Linked DNA regions of Mus musculus: all the other regions are linked to region 2. The links are chromatin contacts, called in public HiCAR-type and promoter capture Hi-C maps. All regions are on one chromosome and are shown on one strand. The core of a region is the stretch at or near the end of the contact, and the rest is flanking DNA. Distances in the headings are between cores, read along the strand shown. Region 1 holds the start of Rbbp7 (retinoblastoma binding protein 7, chromatin remodeling factor). Region 2 holds the start of Siah1b (siah E3 ubiquitin protein ligase 1B). Region 3 overlaps Ctps2 (cytidine 5'-triphosphate synthase 2).

The links. Promoter capture Hi-C pulls out the DNA fragments that hold promoters and counts their contacts. HiCAR-type assays count read pairs that join an accessible place to other places.
Region 1: a promoter capture Hi-C map of pre-B cells shows a contact between it and region 2, with 14 times the contacts expected there. The contact joins the promoter of Rbbp7 here to the promoter of Siah1b in region 2. A contact is called at or near these places in 4 of 39 promoter capture datasets (frontonasal cranial neural crest, liver and pre-B cells), 2 of 115 datasets of contacts at active chromatin or transcription factors (double positive thymocytes and large pre-B cells) and 1 of 9 other capture datasets (liver).
Region 3: a contact with region 2 is called in a HiCAR-type map of astrocytes, with 5 times the contacts expected there. The contact joins the enhancer-like site here to the promoter of Siah1b in region 2. A contact is called at or near these places in 4 of 39 promoter capture datasets (cranial neural crest, liver and pre-B cells), 1 of 484 Hi-C or Micro-C datasets (cortical neurons) and 1 of 115 datasets of contacts at active chromatin or transcription factors (astrocytes).

What each region holds. Positions count from the first base shown.
Region 1 is chrX:162,758,719-162,761,842 of GRCm38.p6, reverse strand. It overlaps Rbbp7 (retinoblastoma binding protein 7, chromatin remodeling factor), which reads right to left and starts at 1,471. Exons shown (of 12, transcript NM_009031.3): 1 at 1,136-1,471; 2 at 124-268. The coding sequence starts at 1,151.
Region 2 is chrX:164,075,200-164,078,272 of GRCm38.p6, reverse strand. Siah1b (siah E3 ubiquitin protein ligase 1B) reads left to right here and starts at 1,780. Exons shown (of 4, transcript NM_001308385.1): 1 at 1,780-2,086; 2 at 2,604-2,695.
Region 3 is chrX:162,988,632-162,991,902 of GRCm38.p6, reverse strand. The region is part of intron 14 of Ctps2 (cytidine 5'-triphosphate synthase 2); the gene reads right to left. Among named protein-coding and RNA genes, the nearest start is that of S100g, 26 kb to the right of the region's middle. Within about 2 kb of position 1,477, at least 39 of the 459 cell types and tissues checked have an H3K27ac peak or open chromatin away from gene starts, as enhancers often do. A contact at or near this core is called in astrocytes, where this site is marked.

The sequences.
Region 1 (3,124 bases), core at 222-2,721, 1.3 Mb after region 2:
GCCTCACCCTCGGCCTAACCAATTAGGTATTTATGTTCTGTGTGTAAAATAACATTAACAATACCTAGAAATTTAACATGGTACTTAAATCTACACAAAATAGAAGTTGGCAGAAACCCTTACTTAGTCACTTCAGGAAGCCACTGAACGGTAAGACTGGGCCACTGAAGAGCATGGGTCATAACCAGGTCATACAGAAACGGTGTATTCTTCTTCCAGATTTTATACTCTTCGTTGATGACACGCTCCTCCACAGTATCTTCAAACACTGAAATTTGGAGAAAGCCCACAATTAAGTGGCTGAGAAGGCTCGGAGTCAAAGGCATGGCTACGGATCCTGGAGGTCACCTCGAGACGGCCACACCTTATCTATTCTTTCCTTTTACCTATCCTGCTCACACGAACTGCTCTCCCACAAAGTGAGAAGATCAACATCAGGAAGCGTTTTCGCCTCCACTTCCAAGATCGGGATTCCGGCGCTTACCCGAATTGGGTCATTAATTGCCCTACCACCGAGCTCGTCAGCCTTTTTATAGCCGCTCGCACCTGTTCTACGATGATCCGCATTGTAAACCGGTGCCCCGACCCACTCGAATAGATCCAATCCACGTGGAACAGCAGCAGCCCACAGGCCTGCTCCCTCCACCCCCCACCCTCGCAGGAGGCCCCAGCTCCCCACCAAGCCACGATCGGCAGCCATAGTCCGGCGGGATCCAGCTCCTCCCCCCCCTCCCGACACGGACACGGGCCGCGACCCCAGACGGACGACGACCACGCGCACGGAAGAATCCGCGCCCGCCGCTGACTTCTCGGGCCGCGAGCGCCTGCGCCCCCGAGCCAAGGGCGTCGGAGGGAGCTAGGCCGCGGGGTGGGGGTGGGGGTGGGGGAAGGGGGGCCTCTCTCTCGGCCCCCGCGCCCGGCTCCGGAAATGCTCCCGGCCCTCGGCGGCGACCAGGCCCCGTGTCGCGCAGGCCCCCTTGCAGGCGCGCGGCGAGTCTCGCGCCCAGCCCCGCCCCCTGCTCCTCACGCCAATTCGCGCCTTTCGTCAGCGCGTGCCGAGGCCTCGGGAGCCCGCCAGCCCCCCGGAGTCCCGGCGCCCGCACGCCCGCCCGCCCCACAGGGCAGGCATCCTTACTCTCTTTACTCGCCATCTTGCGTCGGGTCGTTTCGCCCCCCTTGGCCGCCTCGGACTTCTCTCTCGCTAGTCAAGAGCAGCCCGGCAGGCGCTCCTTGCCTCTCCCAGGCACGTCACGCAGTCCTCGCTCGGAAAAGCCTGAGTTCGGTCTGGCCGTCTGGGTTCTCCCCCCAGACGCCGCGATCTCCTCTTCTGCCTCCTCCCCGCTGGCGGGTAGCGAGGTCTGAGCCGCTCTCCTCTCTCTCCCTCTCGCCAAACTTGGAACGAGACTTTTCAACCCGCGCCTCTCAGCCCGCCCAGGCAGCTGAGCGCAGGCGCAGCCGCCCTGGGAAATTGGAGAGGCGGAGAAGAGGCGGGCCTGGGAGCCAACGGCTCGGCGGCTTGGACCAATAGCGTGCGACGGGAGGGTCTGACGCGCTCTCCGGGGGTGGGCTTCTCGAGAGTGGGTGGGGCGTTCCGCGGCAGGAAGTCGGCGAGGCGCAGGCGCGAGGCGTCACTCCCCAGGCTGGCCGCGGGGGCGGCTGGGCCCGCGCGGGGGTGGGGCGGATGCGAGCGCGGTGTGCAGGCTGCGCGGGGGCTGCGAGCCCCAGGGCCAAGAAGCCTGGGGCCCGCGGGGCGTGGTTGCTTAAAGCAGCAGCCGCGGCGGCGGCGGCGGCGGCGGGGGTGTGCGAGGGGGGCAGGGAAGCTGCAGCCGCCTTAGCAAAGCAAAATCTCAGAGCCAGTGAGGAAAATGGTTTCCTGGTCTCGAGAGATTACACTGCCCGCAAAGTCTCCCAGATAATCACGGCCACGCAGTTTTCTGCACCCCTCAAAGGCTCCCCCATTCAACTGTATCGAGGGCCCAGTCGAGCTCTGGTGACATTTGTCATAAGCGAAAGGGACCTTTAGGAGAGACCTTGGGCGGGTTTTTCTTTTTTCTCCCAGAAGCTGGGCAGACCTTTATTTAAGGCCTGCGATGGCGCAGGCCTTCAATCCGCCCCTCGTCGAAAGTTGACTTAAATGACTTTTTGTATGTTCACCTTTGTGCGTCCTTAACCTACTGGTTCTTTAGCTTCCTGCTGCTGCAGGGGATTTTGTGCCTGCCACTGCTTCCCTATCTCAGTTCCTGCCTAGGCCCCTGCTGAGTCATTCTTGTCACCTGAAGGGGTCCCATTTTGACCCTGCAGCTGGCTGCTGAACTGGAGAGAGCTGGGCTGGGCTAATCTAGGCCTGCATACCTGAGCTCTGCATTTCTCTGAAGCTTTTTAGCCTTGGGGGGGGGGGTGAAGAGAAAGCCACATGATCCCAGGGAGAAAAAGAGGGCCAGAGCAGAGGGGCCCAGGCGCCTACGCTTAAAGGGAACCACAGTCTACATCTAAACTCAGAGGCTCTCCTTGCAGAAACACCCCCGGAACATTTGTTCCCTTGATAGCTTTCCAAGTGCCTTCATGCTTAAACGCAACCATGCAGAGGCCTCGAGGATGCTCTCTTTTCTGATCGAGAAACCAACTCAGACGTTACTCTAGTATGTGACAGAAACAGTCACGTTCCCTTATATAGAAATTTACTGTCTTGGGTCTCTTGTTTTCCCATGTGGTACAATTCATTATTATAACGCCCTCCCTCCATGTCAGCTCCAAGAATCTTGCTGGTGACTAACGCTGAAGAGGTGGCTGGAGGCGGGAGGGGGGCGGTTAGAAGAGTGGAGTAGCATGGGTCCTCCGAGTTCTAGAACACTGGTGGTCAAACTTTTTTTTTTTGACAGGGGTCAGGCAGCCTTCGGTGTTGTAACACAACAGCCATAGAAAATATGGATAAGCCTGGCCATCTTCCAGCAAAACTATAGACACTGAAATCTGAACTCTGTGTACTTTTCACAGGTCACAAAATATTCTCTCTCTGTGTTTTTTTTTTCAATCACTTGGAAATGAAAAAAATCATGCTTTGCTTCAGGGCCATGCAAAAGCCCCTTGGTGGGCGAGATTTAAAGGACTGGAGCTTGTCCACCTT
Region 2 (3,073 bases), core at 531-3,030:
TTAAAACCTATTCTTTAAAACTGGAGGTGAGGGGCTGGTGAGATGGCTCAGGGGGTAAGAGCACATGACTGCTCTTCCAAAGGTCCGAAGTTCAAATCCCAGCAACCACATGGTGGCTCACAACCACCCGTAACATAAATCTTAAAAAAAATATTTAGAGTTATAAAAAAAAAACTGGAGGTGGGGGCAGACACCTGTAGTTCTAGCACTTGGACTGCAGAGGCAGGTGAATAGCTGAATTTGAAGCCTGGCTACACAGAGAAACCCTGTCTCAAAACACACACACACACACACACACACACCAAAAACCTGTTCTTTACTCTGTGCTCGTCTAAGGTCAGGATTGTTACCCTGTGCATACACACACTGTCTTCAAGCCACACAAGGGTGGAAAGTGGAGGAGAGGGAAACTCATATTTTAAAGTGATCACAAAATCGTGACTGCTGACACATGGAACTAATCTTTGTGTGATGGAGGGGAAACTTGTAACCCTCCACACAAATGAAAAGGCGATATTGTCAGTGAATATTTGTTGAGAATTTGATTGTGTGAGGGCTGTAGTAACTACTATGGAAATGGCCAGTGGTTTCATGCTCCCAGCTACTCCTGCCGATTGGATCAACACACCAGCTCTTACCAAGCACTGGTTCCACCTATCCAGTCTCTTATCACATCTTTTTTTATTTATTTATCTTGTCCTTGAAGCAAAGAACTTCAAGATTCTTTCAGGCTTCTTGTACTTTCAGAATATAGTCACAGATTTTGAATGTAGGAACAAAGAGCGAATGGAACGGTTTTTTTCCTCCCTGTGTGCCCATTCAGAGTTTTTTGGGTTAGCATTGTCTCTGTGGGAGCCAAATTATAAGAGTAATGTCGGAGTATGGGGTAGGGGTGGAGGGCTTCAAAGCAGAGATGAAAGTGTGGTGCAGTCTAGAGAGCTTCATAGTATGAGGGAGAGCTGGTGCCTAGAAAAAGTCATAAGAACTAGAAGGGCAGTGTGCTTCCTCCACGTACCTGTCTAAAATTTAAAGCCTGCTGAGTGAGAGGCTGGAAGAAACACTGGGTTGGCTCCCCAGGTCTCATTAAAAGGGCACGAAAAAGCCGGGCATGGTGGCGCACACCTTTAATCCCAGCACTTGGGAGGCAGAGGCAGGCAGATTTCTGAGTTCGAGGCCCAGCCTGGTCTACAAAGTGAGTTCCAGGATAGCCAGGGCTACACAGAGAGACCCTGTCTCGAAAAACCAAAAAAAAAAAAAAAAAAAAAAAAAAGGCACGAAAAGGAATTGCGAGGTTTCAGTTCCACCACTGAACCCCACCACTGGGCAAGCAGTTTTGTTTCCCATCGGTTTCTGCTCATAAATTACCACTGGCAGAAACACGAAAAAATAAAAGTGTCATTACTTTACTTTTTATTTATTTATTTATTTAGCATCTAGAATTTGGACTGTTTTCAAGAGGGACTTTGGGGTATCCTTTTTCAAGAGAGACACTCGATCTGGCGAGAGAGGGGCGGCCAAGGTGAAGGCCACGGTAGGTGATTAGGGAACCTCTGAGGTGTCTTAGACTTAAAGCAGTAAAATATGCTTGCAGGGGAAAAGAGGTCTCTTTGAGAGGCGGGCTCATAGCTTGCTCTCAAGCCAAGCTCTGATAGGCCAATAAGAAAGTCTAACGAAAGAGGGGACGTGACGTGACGTGACCCAGCCAGGCTTCGGCACCATGGTAACGGCATCACCCATAAGAAGGAGCTAGTGGTACAGCCCGGAGGAAAAGGCGTGGTCTAAGCGACGGATGGAGGCGGGCTGGTGACATGGGCGGAGCGCGAAAATCGGCCTGTGGTCTTAGGCGCAAGGGTGATCGCATGCCGCTGTTCGAGATCAAAGGCCTGGGCAAGTCACTTGTGGCTGTTCTCAGGGTCTCCTCAGCGGTCTCCCTGTAGAGCTGCGGTCGAAAGCCGGAGCCGGAGCCGGAGCGAGCCAGAGCCGGATTGAGCCGGAACCGGAGCTACCGGAGGGCGGGACTTCCGGTTTCTGGGCCCAAGACAGAGGGCGGGTCAGGAGTCAAGGTCTCGCGAGGCTGCGGCGTGAGGTAAGGGGGCGTAAGCAAGCTCCTCATAGGCTGGCAGCCTCGTGCCGGGAGCCCGCGCGGAGGTTGAATTCGGTAAGGATGGGCGACTGTGTGTGACCGCGGCCGCGGGGTCGCAGGGCCTGTCTGTGGGGACAAGGACTACCCCTTTGGCCTTTACACGCACTGTCTTGAGGTACCTTGGTCCGGGGAGACCCGAAAGATGTAGGTCCGAGAGTATAACGGAGGGGCTACTCGAGCTTCCCCCAGGAACCGGCTTCCCAGGGCGCTCTCGTCAGTACAGGGTCACTAACTAACCCCTGGGGATTGGATCCGGTTTGGAGATGGGGCGACTGCATTTCTAGACACCGAGGCTGAAGACGCTGGAACTCATCCGGATTGGGGGGGGGGGGGACGGATAACGCCACCCTCCAGGGTGGGCATTGGTAGCACAGTAGTGTCGGGAACACAAGTCTGACCCGTCTCCACTTCTCAAGTTCTTAACATCTTTTTTTTTTTTTTCTTTTGTGCCCTACTCCAGATCGAGAGACCAGGAACTTCAAAATAGTGCCTGGGATCCGGATGACAGCAGGCATTAAGGGCTGGCTACTGGACTGAAGCTGCTGGAAACTTGTAAGTATAACTCCACCTCGTTTGTCTTTTCCTGAAAAAGCTTGAGAAATAATTTGAATGTGTACACCTTAGTTTGAATAATCTCTTCTGAAAACCACGGTTGCTTTTTCTCCTGCTTTCTGGACTGTAAGTCTGCCAATCTCCCCTTTGCTATCCAAAAGTTTGGTTGGCATGTGTGTGCCCGAAGAACTGTGAGCATGACTAGTATGCACAACAAAGCTTTTCTTTTTGAAACTTTAAGCATGCTGAAGTTATGCAGAAACGGAGAGAGAGTTGCAACCAGTGTCAACTATCTCAGAGTCTAGTGTGGCCTGTTTGAGGTCGTCTTTTTTTGATAAGGCAGGTCTCTATACTTCTGTTTATTTCTGTGGATCTCAA
Region 3 (3,271 bases), core at 228-2,727, 1.1 Mb after region 2:
TGTTTTCCTTTGTTCTCAAGACAGGGTCTTAACTGTAGCCGTGGTAGGCCTGAAATTTGTGGTGGTTCTTCTGTGTGTGACTCCTAAGTGCCAACAACACAGTCATGCGCCACCCAGGATCTATTTGTAGTTGTGGGTTTCTTGTTTTCTTGAAACCAGGTCTCAGGCAGCCCAGGCTCAACTCAAACCCACCATGGAGCTGAGAATAACCTCGAAGTCCTGACTTTCTTGCTTCTAACTCCTGAAAGCTGAGATCTCAAGACATGTAGTACCCCCATGGCTGCTTTGGTTGCTGCTGGGGATCACGCCCAGAAACTCATGAATTCCTGGCAAGCACTCAACAAACTGAGCCACCACATTCCTAGCCCCTGACTACCGATCTTTTGAGTTTTGTTTTGTTTTTTTGAATTTATTTCTTGAGACAGAATCTCATTATTTATTTCTGACTAGCTTGGAACTTGCTATGTAGACCAGGCTGGTCTTAAACTCACAGAGCTCCAATACTACCTCTGCCTGCCAAGTGCTGGCATCCAAGGCATGTGCCACCATGCCCAGATGACCCCCGGTCTTACCAACAGGTCACAGATTGAAGTTTGGGGTAATCTGTGACAGGCTCACAGATGAATACAGTAAATGCTACCTGCTGACTATCCCAACAGCCCCACTAGAGCAATACCTTGTATGTGCTAGACAGCAGCCTAGGGACTTCCACATGGAATCCAGCTCGCTCTCAGAAGAACCCTATGAGGCCTTCTTCTTATTCAGTGATTCCAAGGCAGAAGCTGTAGCCACAAGTAAGTACGCGGCTCCAGTGCTGGAGATCTGAGGCACGAGGGGCTTTTGGAAAACAGTGAGTGTCTCAGAGCCACTACCCTAGTCAGGGGTCAGGAAAGAGCCAGTCTGATAAGAAGGGCATGACATCCTACCCTTTAAGGATGAAGGGGGTACTCATGAGCCTCCATATTCACAAGCACACTTCAGCAAAGGGTTTCCCAGCAAACAACAGCAAAAAGCTAGGACGAGAGCCCCCCAAATCCCTCACCTACCTTCCACGCCCAGTAATATGGACCCTGGCAGGGGCTATGGGAAGGCTGGCAGCAGTGTGGTACCCCTTAAGGACCCCACCGTTTTCCTCTTGAACAGGTCTCTGTATGGTTACAAAGTGCTGTGGTATAGACATAAGACTCCTTAGTAAATCACCTCATTAACCCAGGCAAGGGTATTTGTAGTTCTATTTGCTTGTTTGTTTTGAACTTCCTAATAATCTAATCGCATTAGAAAGAGGAGGCAGTTTCGCTGTATCAGGCTTAGACAAGAAAAAAAATAAAACAACAGTCACTTTTCTAGCCCCTAAAATTGTGTTCTCCCACATCCCCGTTTCTTTCAGTTCTCAGACTTAACCACTTCACAGGGCCAGGGCCAGGGCCAGGGCTTCTACCTCAACTCAGTATTCACTCAGTGTCCTCCTAATTGGCCTCCCAGCTCTGTTCTTTCAGGGACAAACCACACCTCCTTCTCTTACAACAAATAGAACCAACCACTCGAGTCAAGCTCTCCTCATTTGTTTGGTTGGTTGGTTAGTTGGTTAGTTTGTTTTGTTTTTTCAAGACAGGGTTTCTCTGTGTAGCCCTGCCTGTCCTGGAACTCACTCTGTAGACCAGGCTGACACAGAACTCAGAGATCCACCAGCTGACTTGAGTGCTGGACTTAAAGTTGTACAAGGCAAGCTCTTTTTCTTACTGAGAAAAAGCAGGCAAGATCCCTGAAAGGATTGAAGCTTTCTTTCTCTCTCTCTCTCTTTTAATACTGAGTATTATTTAACATATACATAAACATCTGTTAAGTGTGTGCATGGTATACATACATCTTCATATGGGTATATGCATGTGTGCATTTCACATGAGTGGAGGCCAGCAGTCCTTGTCTGGTGTCTTTCTCAATCACTCTCTACCTTACTTTTTGGGACAGGGTCTCTCACTGGCCCTAAAACTCACTGATTTGGATAGGCCGGGTGGCCATGAGCTCTGGGGATCTGCCTGTCTCCTCCCAGCCCCTCCCGTGCCCCACTGCTGGGGTGACAGATGTATACCACCTCACCTAACTTTCACATGACTCCTGGGGATCTGAACTTGGGCCTTCATGCTTACCCAGCAGTTACTTTAGTGATGGAACCATCTCCCTAGCCCCTGAAGTCTTCTCTTAAGATGTTACACTTGGGGACCAGAGATGACTCAGCAGTTAGGAGCACTGGCTGCTCTTCCAGAGGATCCCTGTTTGATTCCAAGTGGCCACACAGTGGCTCAAAACTGTCTGTAACTCCAGTTCCAGGGGACCAGATGCCCTTTTCAGACAACAGACAGAATACACACACACACACTCATACACAGAGTGAAGAAATGAAACGAAAAGAAAAAAGAAAAGCATCATTTTCACTTTAGCCACACACCTTAGGCTTGTCGCCTACATCCTAAATTCAGTTGTCCTGCTGGCAACAAAGGTATTAGACTGAGCAGTATTCAATCTTGTTAACTGGACAATCCAGACGCACGTCTGCTCCAGGAACTGACACTTAGTTTGAAAACCACACTCAACACAGACTAAGATTTGCTTCCCTTCCTGGGCGCCTTGATATATGTGTGAGACTTGACTATAACTAATTAAGACCTAAGGTCTGTGACACTATCAAACAAGTTGTCACCCATTCCCTACCTGAGCTCTGTCTGAACTTTGTGTCAATTCTCTGTGCTTTTAGCACGTCACCGTTTGTGTTCCGTGAAGACCCATAGGCAAAGCGTCAGCAGCATACCCACATCTCTCTCACCTCATCTGCCCCATCTCAAGCTGTACTGCCTTCTGAATTTGTCCTTCAACACACAACATTTTACTTTTATCTTTTTAATTCATTTATTGTGTGTGGGGTGGCATTCGTGTGCCACGGTGCACATGTGGAGATCAAAGGACAACTTACAGGAAGGAGTCTGTTCTTTCCTTCGACCCACCCCATAGCTTCTGGGGACTGAACTCAGGTCATCGGGCTTGGTGGCAAGTACTTTTACCTGCCGAGCCATCTCACCAGCCCAAAGGGATTGCCTTTCATACTGACCGACCCTGGGCTGTTTCTCACTGACTTCAATTAACTAACAATGCCATTCCAAGGACAAAAATCACATTAGCTAACTTCCGATATAAAATGTACTTTTATAATTGACGTATAACAGCATGCAATAAAGTACATAAACCTGAAAAGAGAGTTCTGGGTGACCCTGGTATC